2 separate regions of the Sus scrofa genome follow, and region 1 is linked to region 2. Evidence: chromatin contacts called from public promoter capture Hi-C data. All regions are on one chromosome and are shown on one strand. Each heading gives the region's core, a stretch centred on a gene start, on an enhancer-like site or on the middle of the called end of the contact. The rest is flanking DNA. Distances are from core to core; before and after follow the strand shown.

What was found. Promoter capture Hi-C pulls out the DNA fragments that hold promoters and counts their contacts.
Region 1: a contact with region 2 is called in a promoter capture Hi-C map of fetal liver, with 4 times the contacts expected there. The contact joins the promoter of LOC110255603 here to the promoter of THNSL1 in region 2. A contact is called at or near these places in 2 of 5 promoter capture datasets (fetal liver and liver), 8 of 47 Hi-C or Micro-C datasets (alveolar macrophages, embryonic fibroblasts, heart right ventricle and 2 more) and 2 of 2 datasets of contacts at active chromatin or transcription factors (alveolar macrophages and skeletal muscle).

The regions. Positions count from the first base shown.
Region 1 is chr10:50,539,218-50,546,819 of Sscrofa11.1, reverse strand. LOC110255603 (basic salivary proline-rich protein 2-like) reads left to right here and starts at 5,839. Exons shown (of 2, transcript XM_021064283.1): 1 at 5,839-7,272; 2 at 7,449-7,602. The coding sequence starts at 5,839. The coding sequence ends at 6,954. ARHGAP21 (rho GTPase-activating protein 21) reads right to left here and starts at 5,238. Exons shown (of 26, transcript XM_021064916.1): 1 at 4,696-5,238. The coding sequence starts at 4,773.
Region 2 is chr10:50,307,716-50,315,256 of Sscrofa11.1, reverse strand. THNSL1 (threonine synthase-like 1) reads left to right here and starts at 4,673. Exons shown (of 2, transcript XM_021064910.1): 1 at 4,673-4,703. ENKUR (enkurin) reads right to left here and starts at 4,648. Exons shown (of 6, transcript XR_002336356.1): 1 at 4,042-4,648.

The sequences.
Region 1 (7,602 bases), core at 4,590-7,089, 230 kb before region 2:
GGATGAAGAGAAGGAGGAATTAGGTTTGGGATGTGGTACGTCTCATGCATCAAGTGGGGGTGCCGAGTGGGCAGGTCAGCTGGATGCAGGAACCTGAATTCAGGGGAGAGGTTACAATGCAAACACAACACGACACACACACGCTCAAGTATACATGTAGATACGCATGTATAGGAATGACCACTGAAAACCAGATATTTAAAACCATGAAACTGGGACTGGAGAGAAGCAAAGAGGGTCCACCTGAGCCCTGAGGCACAGGAAGACTTAGCAGGTTGAGGCGCTGAGGACACTTCCACGACCAGGAAGGAGGGACGGTGAGGCATGCGGACAATCAAGATGATGTGTTTGGAAGCTACGCGAACAGTTAATAAAAACTAAACCCTCTCCTGCGTGTTCACGCATTGATCTGACGTATTTCTGGAGCACCTGCTATGCGCCTTGTGCTGGAGAAACAAACCTGTTCCCCGTTTTTCTGAGAATACAGATAAACTCGTAAGTGCGCTTCCTGATAGAGCCCAGTGTGTGCGGGTAACGCTCTAGGACCAGCTAACCTAGCCTGGGAAGGTCAGGGGAGGCTTTTCGGAGGAAGTGATGTTGAAGAAAAGACTAGAATGATGGGAAACAAGAGCCAGGAGAGGGGTGGAGGTGGAGGAGGGAAGACTGGCAGGAAGAGAGAGGAAAAGAAAAGGATTTCTATGTAAAACCTGAAGTGAAGAGAGACATCGTGACGCCCTGAGCGCAACTGGAAGTACAGAAGGAGGTCACTGCGACTGGAGAAAGGCGGGCCAGAAGGCATCTAAGACGCCCCTCGGGAGCTGGAGCCTTACTCCAAAGGCAATGGGAAGCTAGAACACTGTTTCAGGCGGGGGAATGCAAAGATCAGCTTTCTATTTCAGGAGGAGCACGCTGGCAGGTCCAGAGCTGGAAGGGGCAAGGCGGGGACGCTAGTTGGGAGCCTGGTCCATGATTCATCAGCCCAGATGCCACAGACCTGAAGTCAGGGCGTGGCAGGGGGATTGGGAATGTGGACTCACCAGGGACTTAGACAGGAGCAAGGAGGAGAGGGAGGGGTCAAGGATGGGAGCCTGGCTTTTGACCTGGACAGGTAAGTAACTGGTAGTGCTACTCCCTAAAACAAACAAAAAAGTACAAGCAACAACTGTTTGGTAAATAGGCGATTGGCTATCTGGGTCTAGAGAGCAGCCATAAAATCTGAGCTAGAGTTGTAAATTAGGAATCACGGGCATGTAGATTAAAGCCCTGGGAGGGTGTAAAATGAAACCCAGGGAGTGAGAAAAGGGCAGAGGAATGGAAAGGCCCGGACCTGGTAAAAAAACCTACAGGAATGAGGCAGCAGAGGAAGAAGCAGCCTAAAGAGAGAGAGATGGAGGGAGAGAGAGTCTGAGATGGAACTAGGGTGTTTGAGATAAAAGCTAAGTGTGCAGTACTCCAGAAAGAAGAGCCCAAGTATGAATTTTCATATGGATGAATTCATGCACAGAAAATGCCTTATTTTACTATTACGCTGTTCCAAAACCAACTAATATTTTTCATCAGCTTATAATACATTTCATCACAGGAATATCTTAGCCAAAGGGAAGCAGCAAAACATAAAATGAACTCCATCAATTAGCATGAGTAAAGAAGTTTGTTTTACTAATAGACAGTCCAGTGCTAAACATTTGGACAACCCTGTGGACTAGAGATGAAAAGTGAAATAAATGTTAGAAATAGGAAAAATAATGCGGTCTAGAATGCTTTGGGAAAAAAAGCAATCAAAGCAATCATAAAGAAGAAACACTATATGTATGACATGAAAACGGCTGATAATACCACAGGCTGTGGAGTCAATACAAAGTTATTTTGTGAACAGAGTTATACATGGCTAGGTCACAGATCAGATGTACACATATATGCACCCAGAGGAGAAACACACACACACACGCGCGCGCGCACATACACCCAAAAGACTCTGATCGGGCTCAGAGTGAATGAAATCAATTTTGAAAAATACATCTTTAGATGTGCAAAGAATATCATTGTGTGTGAATACAACTGTGCTAGCCTTACTAAACTGTCACAATTCTTTATTTGAAGACTTGGTAATCTGTTCGTTTTTGAAACTTCTGATATAGTCTTAGAGGGTAGTGCCTACGTTTACTCATACAGCCAACACAATCCGATTCTAATACTTAAGACAGACAAGAGACTGCCAATTGTTTTTCAACAAAGCAGTAGACCTTATTCATAGAAGGTGGAGTTAGCCAATTAGCTAAGGCATAGAACAGGGACTCCTTTAATTCACTATATTGATTTCCTCTGTCCTACAAAGTTAATTTTTGGCTAATACCATTCATATTAAAACATATGAGCTGGTCTCTTGGTTATGTAAAAACACACACAAATGTATTATTCAAGTACACATATAGGAACATAGCTTTTGGGGGTTTGGGGTTGATTTGTTTTTTAGCTGTTGGGCTTTTTATTTTTACATTTTAAAGAGTAACAGTTCTACTCTAGAATATAATTCTTCTCATAAAATTAAGCACAAGAATTAAGTGCAAGATTCCAAGACTTAAATATCTATCAACCCAAAGTTGATACCCCAAGTATTCCAGTGGCGACTTTCTATTTATTACCAATAAATATCCAGCAAGAGTTAATGTGCATCGACAGTTATCAATAAGAGACAATTAAACAGAGGCAGTAATTATACAGGTTGCCTTCACACCTTACCCTGGAATCTTAAAATATTCTGTAACAGCATATAGCCCCTTTATTTCTATTTTCACAGAGAACCTAAGCAAACTGTCTGCCTACGTCTTAAAAAGCCAAACACCACCACAGCTTAATACCAAACTCAAGGACTGTATAGAGTGTCTAAATGAGCAAAATACAGATAATACAATGTTTTCTTGGCCCCCAAGCTAGAAATACTAAGGCTATGCCAGCACTAAGGTCCAAATGAAAACAAATTTCACAGCCCTTGAAAAAAATTCGTAACTGTCATTGTTAATAAAAGCCAAGTTTGCAACTGGGAACACTGCTTTCTAGCCAAGGACAAGATGCGTCTACTATAAATTCTTGGTTTCCAGGATAGCTCTTAAATGACCAAAAATAAATAAATAAATAACATTAGCGCTTGCAAATATAATGCAAATAGCATGCTAATTAAAGTATTCCCAAGACAATGACAAATAAGGCTTTAGGACCACAGTACCTGTCATTATGGAACAACAATACACATTAAGCAATCACAAAGTTGCAGGTAGACCTTCCAAAGGCGTTATTATGGTTCACCATGATCAGAGGATTGTGGTGTTACACTTAATCACGATTTTAGCTGCAAGCAGGTGTTTACAGGTGTCGAAAGGTAAAACACTGTTTCTTAAGTGTAAACCTATCGTTCTAGCAAATTGTACAGTAAGGCACACTGTACCTACCTCGCTGTGTTTTCTGCATAAACTCTCTAATCCAGAATGAAGTAGGCTGCAAGAAATGAGTTCCTCTGCCTGCTTTAGGAATGGAAAATTTAACTTCTGATCCATTTTTTATTAAAATGCCAACCACTCACACACTTAGAACCAAACCTTGTTTGAATGACCGCGAAGTTAAAAAGGAACATTTACAAGGCACCAAAGAATATAATGTGACGGCTCACTGGAGAATGCTATTGTTATCTAATCTTCAACCTTTCCATAAAAATACAGGCAACTCAAAAGCAAAGTCTAAAGAAAAACAACATTCAGGACTCTTAGCAAGCAAATTACAGAAACCGTCAGTAACAAAGTCAACACAAAATCTTCATTATAGAAGTAAACTCCAAATATAAGGAGGAAAAAAAGATGTGAGAGGCAACAAGACACAGGAGTGCCACAGACCAATGGATTTTCTATTTCTGCCCTGCCTTACTCAAAAATTTTCAGAAAGCTTGGGGTAAAATCTACCGGGCCCTTCCAAAGACGCTGGTCTGAAGGCAATGCAATCCACCTGACAGCCGACGCTAAATGTGAGCCACCTGACAGCCCCGGCTGACACCTGCAGGACTTCGGAGCAGTGAAAGAGGGCATAAATAAAAGAACAGGAAAGCCGGAAGATTTTTAAGGGAGTTGGAATTACAGCTCCGTTAAGCAGTTTTCCAAGGGTGTGCCTAAAAACTGTCCAAGGGAAAACACTTGTTTTTCTACCCAAAGTAGAAATCCACAGCAACAGCAATCAGTCAAGCCGTGTCTCAGTATCAAAGAGGAGGTGGTCCAGGAGCCACCAGCCTTCCAGCCCCCGAGCAAACCCTGGCTACACCTACGAAATGTACAAAGCCACTCCCTAACCAGCCCAGCTCCAAAAATACTGGAGGATGGGGACTCGGAAAACCGAAGCTTGCAGCATTCCCAACCACCTAAAAAGAGAGAATTCCATGCTCTGAGATGACCAAGATGGAGGCATTTCAAAGTAAGAAAGGAAAAATATCCTTGGGGGGGAGAAGGGGGGAGCGGGGATCACTGGAAGTTCCTAGAAACAAAAACGGGCAACGTTTCACTTCTCTACTGGTCAAGCTGGGGTCCTCCCACCATCCAGCCCAAAGCCCCAAAAGCCTCTTCCTAGGCTGTGTGGCAGCTGACCCCCGCCACCGGCAGGACACCTCACAGACACAGGCCACCACAGACGGGCAGGGATCCTGCCTCAAGCGCTTACCTCACAGGTGGGGGACCCGCAGGCCTTGAGCTTGTCACCATCTCCCTCCGGCAGACCAGTCCGACGTGTGGCCATCATTTCATTTCAAATCACAAAGAAGGGGCCAACCCTTGGGAGTCCACATTGGGGGCGAAATGCCACCACACACCCAAAAGGTAAGAATTCCACACCAGGCTCCGCAGAAGGTGCAGGGCTAAGTGAGACAAATAATGGGCCGGGGGATGAAGGTTTTGATGAAGCCCCTCCGCAATGCCCTGAAGATGATTTCTTCGGACTTCAAACGATTTCCCCGTCTTCGTCCATTTCTCGAGACGGAAAAAACAAAGACGACAGGTCTCCTCCTCAGCAGCTAGTGAGGCCAGCTGCAGAAAGCGGTCCCCTTCGTCCTAGCGCTTCTCCCGACTCCAAGAGCAATCTGAGTGCGCCGCGAAGCCTCTGCCCAAGAGATCTTTCCTAGAGGAGGGAAAAGTTAAAGGGCATGAACTTTCTCCAGACGCTGACCTTAGACTCGCCCACGTCTAGCCCAAGTTCGCCTTTCCAACACTCGGAAAAATAATGCGGTCCACGCTGATGAACCTCCGTATAAAAGAATCTATCCATACAACAACAACGACAAAAAAAAAAAGAAAAAGAAAAAAATCTATAAATCATGAAAAAAATGAGTAACATCAGAGCTGCACGGTGGTTGCGTCAAACATGCCTGGCTGTTGTGAAGCCGTCAAAACATTCCCTTTTCAAGTGCATTTTAATGAGCATTATTTTCTGGGCAGAAGAGGCGTCTCTGTTCTTCCGCATCACCCAGCTGAGGAGACTTAAGGGAAGTTTGCTCCCCACGAGACTAAAATGGGATAATACTTTTTCAAAAACCCTCCTTGCTCCCCGCCGCCTCCCCAGCTGGCCCAAATAAAAACAAAAAGCCAGGATCGGACTTAGCCAGCGCCTCGGCCGGCGTCTCGAGGCGGCCTGGGGGACCCGGGGCGCCCGCCCTCCGCCCCAGCCGGCCGGTGTCCCCGAGGAGGCGGCTGTTTTCCTTGGCCCGCGGCGAGGCTGGGCGGAGACGGCGCGGGGCCGGGAGGGGAGGCGTGCGCGGCTGCGGCGGCGGGAGGGACTCCCTCTCCCGAGCATTATTCCGGAGCTATAGAAATGAAGCCGCAGCCCCAGCAACTTTCATTTAGTTGCCGCGTCCCAATCAACGCCCCGACACGATATTCCCCTTTTTCCGTGTCCACCTTGGGGGGGGGGGGGGGAAATAGGAAAAAGAAAACCACCACCCACCTACCACTATTTCCCCCGCCCCTTCCAGAGGCGGGTCGGGGATCTCGATCTCCCGGGAAGGGCGGCCCAAATTTGTACTTTCAAAAACGAGTGGGGGAACCCGAGGGAAAGGCCAAGAGCGAGGGGGCTCACCCGCCGCGCCCCGCCGGGCCCGGCTTCCGCGGGCGGCAGCGATTGGCGGCGGGGACGCGGGCCGGGCATGGGGCCCGGCCGGGACGCGCTAGGCCGCAGGCTCGGTTAATATTCATGAGCGGACGGGAGGCGCCCCTCCTCCACGGCCGGCCGGCGGGACCCCGGCGCCCGCCGCCGGCCTTTGTGCCCTTCCCTCCTCCCGCCGTCCTCCCCCGCTCCGCACACGCGGGTGCGGCCCCTACGCCCACGCCGGGCGCCCGCCGCGGCTCCCTCCGGCCCCGCGCCAGCGCCGGGCGGGGTGGCCCGGGGTGGCGGGAAGGGAGGGAGCCCGCGGCGAGCCCGGCTCTCCCTTTCCACCCGCCCGGCGGCGCTGCGCCGGGTCGGCCGAAGCAGAAAATAAAGCAGACACGCACCGGAGAAAGCGCGGCGAGTAGATCCGCACCCGGCCGGCCGGTCCCCGGACGGCACGCCCGGCGCGCACCGGACCCAGCGGGAGGACGAGCGGGCGCTGCCCGCCGCCGTCGCGCTCCGAGGCCGCCGCCCCCGGCCGGCCGCTCCCAGGCACCGCCGCGACCTGCCCCGGCCGGCCCCGGGCTCTCGGCCGCCGCGGGAGGGCGTGGGGCGGGGCGGCGGCCGCCGGACTCTCCCCTCGCCTCGCCGGGCCGGGCCGGGGCCGCGCTCGGGCGCCCGCGATCACCAAGTGACAGAAGTGCCTCGCTCCGCTGCCGCGCCGAGCTGTTTCCCGGGGGCGGATTTCTCGCTTCTTCCTCCCTGGATCCACCTCCTCCCACTCCACCTCCTTCCCCTCCCCTCCCCAGGGGAGGCTCCGGGGCTGAATATTTTCTGTCTTGAATAATATGGTCCCGGGAACCAACGCTGGAGAAGGGGGATTAGCCTGGGGCGGGGTGAGGGGTGATCGCCAACCCCCTCCCAATGTGTGTCGGGACCTACAAGCCCTCGCCGCCCCCAACACCTCCCCCAAAGCCAGACACACAAAACCCTCCCCGCCTTCGCCAATCTCTCGAGCTCAGAGCGGGAGCGGCCAGGAACCCGGGCTTCTGCTGCGGAAGGCTCGGTGCTCCGCGTCAGGGCCCGGGAGGGGGACCTTCATACAGCCAGATACCCAGAATTGGGGGATCCCAGGTCCCAGACGGCGGGGGACACGTCTGGGTGAGTTTTTGCCCCTTTCTGCAGCGGGAGAAGAGAGAAGCTGCGGTGCGATGTGGGACTTGAAGATAAGGGAGTGTCCTTTCACGCCCAACTGTAAATTAGCTTCTTGTTTGCGGGGAAAGGGGTTCGCAGCGAAGCGGTGTTCATTCAATCTCTTGCCCTTTTTACATATTCAGGGCAGTTGAACAATTCCGCGCGGCTAGCAGAACTGAGGAGAGAGGTGGCGGCGCGTCTCTACACCGCAGGTCGCCGCGGCGCGGATCGGGAGTACAACCGCCGCCCCTCCTCTCCTGATTGCGGGGCTGCGCCCGGGACCCCGGCGGTTCACCC
Region 2 (7,541 bases), core at 3,424-5,923:
GCCTTTAATTCTTCCACATTCTTTAGGTGATTCTATTATACAGCACATCTTTAGTTGTGTGTTTGATTCTCCTGGTGATTCTGAAAGCTTCTATGTGAACTGTGAGGTTCAGTCAAAGAATGAATATATATATAAGCATGAGAAGAGCAACTGGGTAAAAACAACTGAAGCAATGAAGCAAAGTGTTATGATTGTGGATGTCTGCAGACTGAAGAGCCATATGAAAATCTGAGTAACTTCTAACCCTAATCATAAAACACTGTCCAAGATCATGTACGGCAACAGTGGTAATTTAGCATAAAATTTCATTATGCTGAAAACAAAGACTTTGGAATATTCTTGACTTTCTTTGACTCCAATTTCATTTAAAAGGACTACTGCTTTCCTCAGTTTAACTACTGGCTATAATTAGTCGGCAAAGTAGATAAGAACCTCAGGAGAAAGTGACTGTGCCATCTAAGATTTCATAACAGTCAAGACTGCTTTGCAAAGTCAGGTACATAACCAGACTTTAAACAAAGAGATGTTACAAAACTTCAGAAAATACAGATATAGCAGTATGAAAACTGAATAAAATGGAAGATAGTCCAAGAAGAATGAGAAGCTCCAAAAATAAAATTCTTGACTGTATGTTACAATTAATCCCAATGAGAACCAGAAAATCTTAAAAAAATTAGAGAGTGCTTAGGATATTAAATATTCCCATTTTCAAACAGCATGCATCCAGAAACTCCATACCAGTGAACTTGGAAAGCATCTAAAAATCTGTACAGAAGCAATGATGGTCTGAGCTACTTGGAGTTTCAGATCACTGAAATGAACATCATTAATAAAAATATTTTTGGACTGATAAATCAGGCCAACACCTTAGGCATACTAATCCTGATGTTAGCAAAGCCTATTATTAAAGCCTTGCTGATAAGGCAGAGCAATATGAACTGATTAATGGATGCATTTAGGTGACTGACTAAACCTTCAAACACAGGACTGCCGTCAGCCTAGAAAGAGGTATCCGAGTAGTCTACTACAGTGCAAAGTACTTTCCCTGTTCGAAGACAGAGATATAAAAGACATCCTCGGAGTTCCCATCGTGGCTCAGTGGTTAACAAATCTGACTAGGAACCATGAGGTTGCGGGTTCGATCCCTGGCCTTGCTCAGTGGGTCAAGGATCTGGCGTTGCCCTGAGCTGTGGTGTAGGGTGCAGACGAGGCTTGGATCTGGAGTAGGCCAGTGGCTACAGCTCCGATTCGACCCCTAGCCCGGGAACCTCCATATGCCGCAGGAGTGGCCCAAGAAATGGCAAAAAGACAAAAAAAAGACATCCTTATTAGATTTGCAAATGATATGAAGCTGGGAGTCATGGTAAAGATGAGAGAGTCAAAATTTAAAACTAGGGAGGTCCCATTATGGCTCAGCAGGTTATGAACCTGACTAGTATCCATGAGGATTCGAGTTTGATCCTGGGCTTGCTCAGTGGGTTAAGGATCCAGTGTTGTTGTGAGCTGTGGTGTAGGTCACAGACGTGTCTCAGATCCTGCACTTCTGTGGCTGTGGTGTAGGCTGCAGCTCTGATCCCACACCTAGCCTGGGAATTTCCTTATGCTGCAGGTATGGCCCTAAAAAACAAAAACAGAAACAAAATTCAAAACTATCTCCAGAGACTAATGATGAGTTTTAGATTAAAAAAGAATCAGTTACACAACTTTAGAATGGGAGAGACCAAGCTTATTCATAATTCATGTGGGAATTCCAATGTAAGACAATGGTGGGGCCTGACTGTCAAACTGCTAATGAATGCACTAATACAAGTATTGTGTATCAAGGAAAGGAGACAATGGTTCCACAGGCTGTTCAGACCATATATGGAATATTATCTTTAACAAAAAGGAAGGAGAAAATGACTGGAGATATTAAGTCACTGGAACCATCGAGAGAAGGGTGACAAATCTGTGAAGCACTTGGAAACCACCTCTTGCATGGTAAGCAACTGAAATGTTAAAAACCGATTCATAGCTTCTCTAACCTCTGTTTTTATAAATTAGTATTTTGCATGTATGACACCCTGTCAGATTAAAAACTCCCTATGTTTGGAGTTCCTGTCATGGTGCAGCAGAAACGAATCTGACTAGGAACCATGAGGTTGTGAGTTCGATCCCCGCCCTCGCTCAGTGGGTTAAGGATCCAGTGTTGCTGTAAGCAGTGGTGTGGGTCACAGATATGGCTTGGATCTGGCATTGCTGTGGCTATGGCGTAGGCCGGCAGCTGTAACTCTGACTAGACCCCTCGCCTGGGAACCTCCATATGCGCAGGTGTGGCTCTAAAAAAGCAAAAAAAGAAAGAAAGAAAGAAAGAAAGAAAGAAAGAAAGAAAGAAAGAAAGCCAAACAAACAAACCCCAAACCAAAAAACTCCCCATGGTTGTTGCTGACAGTGCAGGTTGACTTCATTACAACACAGTGAGTTCTCTGGCATCACTTCTGGATGCCTTCTACTCCTTTCCCTGTAAGTTCATCTTTCCTACTTACTCCTTCAGAGTAAACTGAACAGTCTGTCCTGTCACTCCAACATTGCCCGCAATGTTATCCATTAATAGGGGTTCAGTAAGTGCTTGCCAAATGAATAAAGATTTTTTCCTATAAAATTTCTTGAAAGTCACCTAGCTGCAGTAAAGCTTTTTGATATATCAATAAACAAAACATCTATTTGTAAACTATCTTAACATTCAAATTCAGCATTCTATAGAAAATATAATCTGTCATTGGGTTACAGAGAGGAGGAGCTTTACCGTGTATACTATACAAGTTTCTCAACAAAAGTCCATTCAGCAATGGTTAATTTGAACACTTCTCATAAATTCTGCAACTACACCATATCTTATTTTGAATTACTATTTCCAAACTACTACTAGATTTTGAGAAACTAATGGAAGATAAAATAGGTATTGGTCTGGTTAAAAACAGATTCTTAGACTTAAAAATGAAAGGATCTGTCCACTTGGTGAAGATGTGATGCACCCCAAGTAATTACTTTAGTAATCTAGTAATTATTTTTTTTTAAATAATTGACAATTATATCTGAAACACCTTAAAGATTATCTACTTTATTTAGTTTGTTTTATAGGTGAGAAAACAAATGAAAATGTATTCATGGTCACAAAACCAATTGGCATCCTGTTTTGGGTTTTAATTTTTGTTGTTGTCTTTAATTTGTTTTAGTTTAGTGTTCTTTCAATGTGGCTCTGACTTGTATCAGGAAAAGAAGAAAGGTAAAAAACTGAAGATCCTAGGAGGAATGAGATTTTCTCTACCAGTTACCTTCTTTTCTCACCATAGATTTAAGTTCTAAGTCCCTACAAAGAAGAGTAACTGGGATGTCTACTCTGTGGTTATCTTTTTAAAATTTAGGCAATTTAAGGGGTTCTAACACCTATGTAAATATTTTAACTCATTTACATATTTTGGGTATCAACTCTTCATCAACTATTAGATTTTTAAAAAAGGCCTTAGAAACTATTTTTTCCATTTATTTCGTTTCACCAAAAACTGAGACTCCAAAACAAATAGAAATTTATATTTGACAATAATTTTGGGAAAAATAAGTATTATCCCTTTAGAGAAGGAGCAGTGGAGTAGTCATAAATAAAACAATGAACCCCTGAAACCAAAGATCAATATATCCTAACCCGGGATAACAAATGGTGATTTTTCTCTTTTCAACAATAGGAAATTTCAGGCTGTTATATACCACATCATACAGGGACAAGCAAACAAATTAAATACAATTACATACCGTATTAACAGGAGGCTAACAAAAGAAAATATTCCTCTTACAGTACTGGACCTCCCTGTCTGTGAATTGAGATGCTAAATACTTAGATTTTGCAACCTCTTCTTCAAGAAGCTGTCATCCAAGGCTACCTCACTAAAACAAAAATATATGTTATTTCTTTTCGAAAATCCTAGGACGCTGATGTAATCGTGAAATGGAACAATTATTTTCCCCATTCTTGTTTCAAGTGATGATCTTTGCTTACCCACATACCTAGGAGGCTGAGGAGGCTCCTTCCAGTCACTGGGTATGAGGTTATAAATGCTCTCAGAAGAGTACGTTGGATCCATGGCCACCAAATGATTCCTTAAAACTACTCAGCTTTTTTCTCACTATACCAATATCTCCATCCCTTTCTTCACTGCTCCCCCTTTCCTCTCCTACTCTCCTGCCTTCTCAAGGAACTAAGGCTTCTGTGTGTCACACAATTCCCCTTTGACCTCCTCTAAGCGGTCCTCTCTTGGGAAGAAAATAAAATAACTTTTCTATCACTCCTGGGATTGCTTAGCGTTGTTGACGGCGTGGTTGCCGTGGAAACAGTTACTAGGCAACGGGGAAGTGGCAGGCAGCACCGCAAACTAGGTTTCCTCTCTTCCTCCCTCTGCAGCTCCCTTCCTGTCACAGAAGATCAACATAAAAACCATTCTTTACATGTACCTTTGGGGAAAAAGGAGTGAAGAATGACGTCCCCTTAAAAATGTTGCTCTTTTCTGTCTCTGCGTTTGGAGAGAAAGATAAACTTTACCAGAGACAGTCCGGAAGCGACGCTGGTGAGCGGGCGTCACACAACACGCGCGGGCTCCAACCCGGAGGGGCGGGGCGAACGGCTGCGGCCACGCAGACGCACGTCCAACGTCGAGAGCGCGACGGGGGAGGTGAGGAGCCCGAGGCGCGGGTGGAGCACGCGTACCCAATGCCCGGCTGCTCGGGCCGTGGGCGTGGCCCGCAGACCCGGAGGTCGGCACGGGCGCAGGCGCGGAGGCCACAGCGCGCGGGCGGGGCGGGCCTAGCGAGGCCTGGGGTCTGGGCGGTGGGCCAGCACTGACGAGGGCCAGCGGTACGGGGCTGCGTCCCGAGGAGGCGGCACTAGCGGCTCCTTCCCATTTCCTTTCCTTTCTCCCGTCTTCTCAGTGTGGTTTTCTTGGTGAGTTATTTGAGAAGGAAGGGAAACTGTACACTCCAGTCCGTTCCCACCGCATGTCTTTTCCCCTCTGTTCCTTCGCCTTTCCACTGCTCGGTGGTGATCCCCACGCCGTGTCCGCGCTCACCTTCCCTACTGCCTCTGTCCCGGGCTCAGCCCTGACGCCACCTGTGCAAGCGCGCCCGCGCCCAGCCGTCCACCTGTCGCGCCCCTTCCTCCCCTCGACCACCTGCTTCCCTTTCTCCTGCGCCTCGCCCCTTCACCACCTCCTTAACTCTTGATCGGGCTTCTTTCTTCTCGTAGGTCTTGACTTTATTAGACGAACAGCCTAACCAAGAAGGAGAAGCCTTTTCAATGGGCACTTGGATTTTTGCCCCCCCCCCTTCCTTTGGTGTCCCTTTTAGAAAATGGCCTTAGAATCGGTTTATTCCTTTGGCACCATTTGATCTTCCATGAACCGACTTATACCAAAATGACTGCTGAAAGAAGCTGTTAGAAGCCTTTGCCTTCCAGAGGCTCTAAAAGACATTTTGGCAGTATGATTTGGGCCGGATGATAATGATTCTGAACCAAACTTGTAATAGGGGCCACTCTGCCCAAAGGGAGTAAGGATTCTCAAAGATAGAAAAGGCCAGTTTTGGTCGTCTTACTGCCAGGTGCTCGGTGGAGGGATCAAAACAGCATGGTGGCTTGGTTAACTTAGGCTATGCTGAATGTATCGTCTCTCTCAGTGAATTTAACTAGGTAAGAATAAATTTAGAATAAATTTCAGATAAATGGCACCTTGAAGATGGTGCTCATGTTCTTTACATCAGATTTTCTATTTTCCAAAACATTTTGTAAGGATACAGCCACTTTGCCCTTTTCCTTTACATTTTGAGTATTTTATGTTTTGGGGGTTTTTTGCTTAGCATTTATAGAGGAAACTTCTGTTCTCTTTGTATGCTAAGATTTGAATTAAGGACTCAGAATGATAATACCGTTAGCCAAGTGCATAGTCATTGCCCAAAGTTTATAAATTTTCTAATTAGAAGGAACATTTTAGGACTCTTTATGTTAATCAGTCCCTAAAAGAGCCAATAAGGACAAAGCGTGATTTCTCCAGTTAGTAAGCATCAACTGACCTTAGGTAGTCTTGACTTTACTAAATACAGTAATTTCACTGATGTCAGTATATTTATTGTGGTTTTAAAAATACAAAACAGGATTAAGGTCTCACACTGTGGTATATCTAGTGTACAGTCTTAATGCAGTTGTTAATCATCTGGAAAGGAACATTTTTTCCTTTAGATAATTGGTTTATAATTCTTCTTGCCTTTTGAAAGCATCTTTACAAAGAATAAATTTCTAATTTTTATAATTCCTTCAAAATGGCAATCCTGTTCAAGGAAATGCCACTGTCCAGTATTCCACAGGGAATTAGTATTGGTGTACCATCAGAATTAGTATTGGTGAACTTTTTCTGTACAGGGCTAGATGATACATATTTTAGGCCTTTGCAAGCCAGATGGTTTCTCTCAAAACTACCCAGCTCTACCATTATAACTCAATAGCAGCCAAAGACAATATTTAACAAACAAACAAATAAGTGAGCAAAGTTTAGTTCCCGTGAAACTTAATTAACAACAACGGGGGGTGGGGTGGGGTGGGGGAATAAATGGTTGTACATACAAATTAGATTTTTTCCTGAAGAATATTTTAATCTATGTAGATGAATAAAATGGGCAGAGTTGGGAATATAAGACAACTGAAAATAAATCCTTTCTAAAGCCATAGTCCTTACAAATTCCTTACGATATTTTTCTAAGTTAAAGAATTGTAGGAGTTCCCGTCGTGGCGCAGTGGTTAACGAATCCGACTAGGAACCATGAGGTTGCGGGTTCGATCCCTGACCTTGCTCAGTGGGTTAACGATCCGGCGTTGCCGTGAGCTGTGGTGTAGGTTGCAGACACAGCTCGGATCCCGCGTTGCTGTGGCTCTGGCGTAGGCCAATGGCTACAGCTCCGATTGGACCCCTAGCCTGGGAACCTCCATATGCCGCGGGAACGGCCCAAAGAAATAGCAAAAAGACAAAAAAAAAAAAAAAAAAAAAAGAATTGTAAAGGCTATATAAAATGTCTTGTGAATTAGATACTTGAGACCATTAAGAGAATATCTGACTTCAGACCAACACCAGGAAAGGCTTCGTCAGCTTTGATTCTAAGACAAATAAGAGTAGTGAACTTGATTTAAGATCCCTGTGATTACCACAGGGCACTGAAGTGTGGTCCTTCCACCTCCTCCACCTGGCTGTTTCAGTCAGCTGACTAACTGGAGGGCTTGTTAAGAGGATTTTTACTTAGTAGTCAGAAGCAGCAAAGCTTCTAACCTGCTGGTTAGTTTGTATTCTACTATGGTTGCCTTTTTTTATTATTTCTTGGAAAACAATTTACTGCTGTAAAATGCTGTAATTTTTAAGAATTTTTTAAAACCTCAGAATACCTTTCTTCATAAAATAGTGGACTAGATTTAATCATTCTTAGAAATTTAAATAGAGATTGTATTAAGATAGGATGCCAAGTAGTTCTTTGAT